2 separate regions of the Danio rerio genome follow, and region 1 is linked to region 2. A link is a contact called in public HiChIP or PLAC-seq data. All regions are on one chromosome and are shown on one strand. The core of a region is the stretch at or near the end of the contact, and the rest is flanking DNA. Distances in the headings are between cores, read along the strand shown. Region 1 holds the start of si:dkey-261j15.2. Region 2 holds the start of cep170ab (centrosomal protein 170Ab).

The links. HiChIP or PLAC-seq counts read pairs in DNA pulled down with a chosen protein or histone mark.
Region 1: an H3K4me3 HiChIP or PLAC-seq map of gastrula embryo shows a contact between it and region 2, with 5 times the contacts expected there. The contact joins the promoter of si:dkey-261j15.2 here to the promoter of cep170ab in region 2. A contact is called at or near these places in 2 of 18 Hi-C or Micro-C datasets (both in embryo) and 3 of 4 datasets of contacts at active chromatin or transcription factors (caudal fin, embryo and gastrula embryo).

Annotation. Positions count from the first base shown.
Region 1 is chr6:7,608,676-7,611,734 of GRCz12tu, reverse strand. It overlaps si:dkey-261j15.2, which reads left to right and starts at 1,309. Exons shown (of 3, transcript NM_001326584.1): 1 at 1,309-1,791. The coding sequence starts at 1,395. It overlaps LOC141386175 (a long non-coding RNA gene), which reads right to left and starts at 1,765. Exons shown (of 4, transcript XR_012407623.1): 1 at 1,258-1,765.
Region 2 is chr6:7,422,902-7,426,203 of GRCz12tu, reverse strand. It overlaps cep170ab (centrosomal protein 170Ab), which reads left to right and starts at 1,634. Exons shown (of 19, transcript XM_073953595.1): 1 at 1,634-1,703.

The DNA of each region.
Region 1 (3,059 bases), core at 60-2,559, 190 kb before region 2:
TATAAATACATGTCATGCCTCTGATTTAAAAGACCTTCAAGAATCTCACTGTCATACTCAACTAGCTGAAATATTAACTTCTGGGTAAGAAGTAATAGAGTAGCATTTATCTTTGTTACATGGCTTCAAGGGTTTTGGATCGCACATATGTAAGTATATACTGCCATCTCATGGCCAAAGCTTGTGTACCAACAATTTTGGCTTCCTAGTGGTTCCACTGAAATAGTACATTCATTCATTTTCTTGTCGGCTTAGTCCCTTTATTAATCCGGGGTCACCACAGCAGAATGAACCGCCAACTTATCCAACAAGTTTTTACGCAGCGGATGCCCTTCCAGCAGCAACCCTTCTCTGGGAAACATCCTCACACACATTCACACACACACACACTCATACATTACGGCCAATTTAGCCTACCCAATTCACCTGTACTGCATGTCTTTGGACTGTGGGGGAAACCAGAGCACCCGGAGGCAGGGAGAACCTGCAAACTCCAAGAGAAACACCAACTGAGCCGAGGTAGTTGCTCATAGCAAGAGGCGACAGCACTACCTACTGCGCCACTGCCTCGCATATAAATATACACATAGCCCTCGCTGTAGCTGACACGAACTTCTGTCGAGTGTCGAGTCCCATGAAGATACTCTAGATGGAAACTGTTGTTTTGAGTTTACTTTATGATTAACGCCTGCTGGTTCCCGCCTCTGAATGAGCGAGTTTTAGCTACTTCTACATTCAAGACTGTGTTCAGAAACAACACCCGCAAAGAAACTAGACACAGAGAAATATAAAAACCTACTGCCAGCTAGCGTTTCGGAAGTGTTATTGCAGAGCAACACAAACAGCATGCAGAAGTATAAATGCACGGATATGCAAAGGCATGCGCCGTGAGTGGGTCAGGCCAATCACTCAACGCAGAAGTATAAATCAGCCTTTACTCCTATTCATAAATCTTCTCCCATGGCCTCAAGGTATAGTGGCATCCACCGAACTTTCAGTAATGCCTGCAGAAGTTTCACACATTTTCACAGTTTTGTTGGGAAGCATGCAATCTCTGGTGCAATTTTATTCATTATTGATGTTAATGGCTTAATGAATAGGCTTATTCATTTGTCGCCGCCTACTGACGTAGAACTGTAACAAAATGCAAGATCATTCTTGTCTAATAAATGAAACGCCACACACCTTTATTTAGATAATATTGAGTGTATTTTAGAGCCAATATGATCACATATAGGCCCCAAAAAGTCCACTTACCTCCAGTCAGGAACCCAAATCCACAGGCGGGTAAATATGACGTCACCAGGAAACGATTTCAAAACAACAGCCTTTCTATCTGTAGCAACCACGCTGCTGTCTGCAGTGACCGTGCCTTTAACTGAACATCCCACAAAATGTCCGAGGGTAAACACACGCTGTGGTCTTCAGAGGAAATCAGCGTGCTGCTCGCGATATGGTCCTCCTCAGAGATCCAGGAGAAGCTGGAGAGGTCGAAGAAGAAGCAAATAGTGTACGACGAGATAAGCCAAGAAATGATGAACGGCGGCTTCAATCGCTCGTCCGAGCAAATCGTAAACAAGCTGAAAAAGCTTCGCAAGGAATATAGGGATCTGAAGATGAAACCAAGCAAACGCGGCCGTGGAGGGCACAACAAGAGAACATTCGACCACGGAGTTATGGAGTCGATTCTGGGAGACCGACCGTCCAGTCATTTCACCAGGGCCTTGAATTCGGCTACGGCCACTGTGGAAACAAACCCCGAGTCGCCCGTGTGCTCTGAGGATGAAATAGGTGAGTTCCCGCTATTTTTAGCCCACTTATCACATACACAATTTGTTTATGATCTTCGCATTTTATTGTTTTATATATAACAGGTGTACCTCAAATTTGTCCAACTAAATCCATAGTAACTAACTTAATCAGCAACTTCTCTGAATGAGAATATAAAGTAAACCATGTGAACGCTACCATGTTAACCATTTTGTCACTATATTTGTTTACCATGGTACTTCAAATATTCGGTTTGAAATTTCATGCAAGTATGACTTGAAAACAACATTAGCACTATTTATCCGACTGTAAACAATGTTGTATTTTGATAGTCATTTACGGTGGCTGCTTGCATGTTTTCACCATTTAGAATTTGCAAAGAATATTTTTGTGAAATTACATTATTAAGGAGAAAATCCAAAAGTGTGAATATAAAACCAACTTTACCTCAATCTGTTTTTTTACCCTGGTAACGCATACACAATTTGTGTAAGAGTTTTGCATTTTATTGTAATATAAAACAGGTGTACCTCAATATATTGTTCAACTAAAACCATAGTAACTAATCAGCAACTTCTCGGACCGATAAAATATAAAGTAAAAGATATGTACGCTATCAAGTTAGCCATTTTGTAACTGTATTTATACATTTTTGATAAGTAAAAAATGATAAATATGTACAAACACACACACACTATTATTGAGGCAAAGTCATTTTTCTATTTAAACATTCGTTAAGTGTCATCTTGTGACACGCTCGCTATATTGTTTACCATGGTAATTTGAAAATTTGGTCTGAAATCACATGCAAGTATGACTTGGAAAAAAAACAAACATCAGCACTATTTATTTGACTGTGAACAATGTTGTACTTGGATGGAAATCGGCTGCTAATATGATTTCACTATTTAGAATTTGCAAAGAATACTTTTCTGAAAATACATTAGGGACAAAGTACAAGTGTGTGAATATAAAACCAACTTTACCTCAATCTGTTTTTTTAACCCTGGTAACGCATACACATTTTGTGTAAGATTTTTGCATTTTATTGTTATATAAAACAGGTGTACCTCAATATTGTCCAACTAAAACCATAGTAAATAATCAGCAGGGCCAGACGGAATCTGTGGACGTTTTTTGCTATTTCTGCGGAGAATTTGTCAGATTCGTGAAGTGTTTTTATTATTATTATTATTATTTATTTTTTATTTTTTTTTAAATCACTTGACTCGCTAAGAAGAATACGTTTATTTTTTTTTTTACAGAAGAAATGCTATGTTAAATGTCAT
Region 2 (3,302 bases), core at 385-2,884:
ATTATTTTTAATAGAAAAGTTGCCACTGGACACTAAAACACTGGGGTAAAACTTACTCAAATGGGGTTGTTTAATTAGCATGCTAATCAGAAAACTCAAACTGCATTTTGGATCATGATATTTTTTTGAAGTCAGAAATTCCAGACTAGTGCTAAGCAGGCATGATCAAGTAATGTAACCTATTAACAAACAACATAAACGGACATAAAGAGGACAGAATCCTAACAACATATTTTGTGAGCATTTAAAACTGGGGGTCAATGTTATTCGATCTTGTTTGAGTAGATGCACTTAAGAGAAAAGTAGACAAACTGATTTTTAAGTTGTATTGCGTAGCATTTACATTGTTTTGCTGTACTTTGAAAGGAAATTTAAATAAAACAACTCTGTGTTTATTTTAATGCTCTTAAAAAGATGAGTGGAGTAAACTGACACTACTTAAAATCATTAAGTGCATATAACTTATAATACATATTAGAACAACTCTTATCTTTTAAGTAGAGCTCCCTCAAGTTTTTAAGTATATATTATTTAAAATTTTTAGGGCAACTAGTTTCCTCTTATTTTTTAAATAAACTCAACTTATACAGGCTTAGAGTGTTAGGAAAATTAATTACCATTACATGCAGATGTCAACATAAAACCTTAAAGTTACAAACACTAACTAACTAAATAAATTAATTAATAAATACGTAATTAATAAATAAAATGCAATAATCCATGACAAATCAAATAAATAAAGATTGATGCTGAAAAAAATGTCCCATATAGGAATAAAATACACAGTGATAAACAAAACAAACAAAAAAATCTGCTTTTTCCCTGAACTTATGACCAAGCATGTGAACAATATATAAATATAAATATGCATGCATTCCGATATTGAAAAGGTTTATTGTTGACAGTTCTTTGGGGGGGAAATCTCGACTGTCACGTACAACTTCGCCATCTAGTGTTCAGTGTACTATCATGTTGTTCATTTAATAGGTGGCCAACAGCTGGGGTTTACAGAAATCCTGATTATAGTTACATGAAAAAGGATAGTTTAAAAAGTCTGTCATACTTACCCTTCACTTTTTCTGTTTCATCTGTTCGAACACAAAAGACACTGATATCCATTGACATCAATAATATTAGTTTTTCCTGCTTTGGATGTCAATAGTTACAGATTTCCAGCGTTCTTCAGAATATCTTCTTCGGTGTTCAACTGAAGAAAGAAATTTGTAAAGATTTGGAAACACCCGAGTGAGTAAAAGATTAAGCCTTTGGATGAACTGCTTCATCGATATAGGGCTTATAACCAAATAAACATTCAAGACATATTAATTTACATTTATTCAGCATTTAGGAGTAAGAATAGGCTACACTGAAAAAATGATTCATTGGATTTGTTTAATTTTTTAAAGGTAAGTGGTTGCAAACTATATTTATAAAATAAAATAAATAAAATAAATAAAATAAATAAAATAAATTAGATAAATTAATAAATCTGTAAATTAGATACAAATTAGCGCAAGCATGTGATAAAAATAATGCTGCTGACCACAGGGAGCGCTTGTCATCTTGTTCTTTCTTGACACCGCAGCGCCACCGTGCGTCAAGACGCGCAGCTGCACCTCAGACTGGGCTGGGCAGAGCGCGCCGCTCCGAGCACAAGAGCGCACGGATGTCATTTATGGAATAAACATACTGGGATTTATTAGGTAAGTGATGCGTCCTATTTTCACAAAAACAGACAGATTTTGACTCGTTTTTAATTTTAGCAGCAAACATTTCGCTTGATGGAAATTGGTAATTAGCTGTCATGAGCTCTACATGCTACCGATCCGGCCTATTACGGACTGGAGGTCTGTGACAGGGCATGATACGTGATGAAAACAGAAGCACGGTTATTAGAAAAATATTTAGGCCTTTGTATGCGTCGATTTTCAGGTTTTCTCCTCTTGAGCAAAATATTGCGTACTGTGAGTAAATGCGCATCGTTATGCCTTTAAAACAGCTATCAGAATATGCGAAGGGTGTAGAGTGAGCGACTGTCTCTCAGAATAAACATCAGATCTGTCATTACCGGTGAAGAACAAGGCCAGTGCTTGAAGGCAGAGGCGGAGACTGACGCTCCGCTCACACGCAAATGATGCGTTGCTTAGATGATGATGATGATGATGATGCATATTCACTCAGCATGTGTGATTATAACCTAAATATTCCAGCTCAGATAAAAAAAAACATGCTACATTTACCTAAAAGAAAATTAGCCGTAAATGAAGCTTATATACGAATGGAATTTTGCATTAAATGAGATCGGAACATCTCGCGTTATATCGACGTGAATTTGGTCGATCGACGTTTGTAAATGCATTGCTTATTGATATAATTTATGCATCATGTTCTTGTCAGGATCCCTGATATTTATTGCCTTTCTTGTGGATTTTGCTTCTGTCATTCTGAGTCTCTTTCTGTACACTCTCAGAAATAAAGGAGAGCTGGTGGTACCTTTTCAATAGGTACACATTTGTACTTAAATGATCTATATTGGTACCTCAAAAGTATATATTAGTACCTAAAGCATTTAGGAGGTACAATTTTGTACATTTTAGGTACTAATATATATCCCTGATGTAATAATATGGACTTTTTAAGTGCAAATGTGTACCTTTTGAAAAGGTACCACCCTAGTGACAGCTCTCCTACCTTTCTTTCTGAGAATGTACTGTTAAAATTCAGAATCAAAGAGCTGGCTAAAATAAAGTATAGCCTCATTTAGTACAGAGCTGAACAAGAATTATGTTAAGGCACAGGATGTCAACAACTTCGTGGGGATGTTGGATTTTGTTTGGAAATGAAAATCAGATTGACATCAGAACCCAACGTAATGTCTAACCTAAAATCAACCAAATATCAATGTCTAGCATGTTACACCTTGACATTGTGTGGACGTTACCACTATGACATCTAATCAGATGTTGAATTTTGGTCACTTTCCAACACAATCTAAAATTAACCAAATATCAATGTAATTTGACGTCGTTATTGGACGTCAAAGTAACGTTGTCCTTAGACCCTGACTAGACATTGAAGTTTGGTCACCTAACGTCATGATCTAAATCTAACCTAATATTAACTTCTTATGATGTTGTGTACCTGCTGGGAATCAATCAGCCGATTAATCAATCGATCTGTCAATCAATCAATCAATCAATCACAGGTATATTTCCAAAAGTAGGTATTTACCCTGGTTCTAAATTAAGTTAATATAGAATATCTTCAAAACTTTAACTGAAGTAGTATTTCAAACTAGCTAG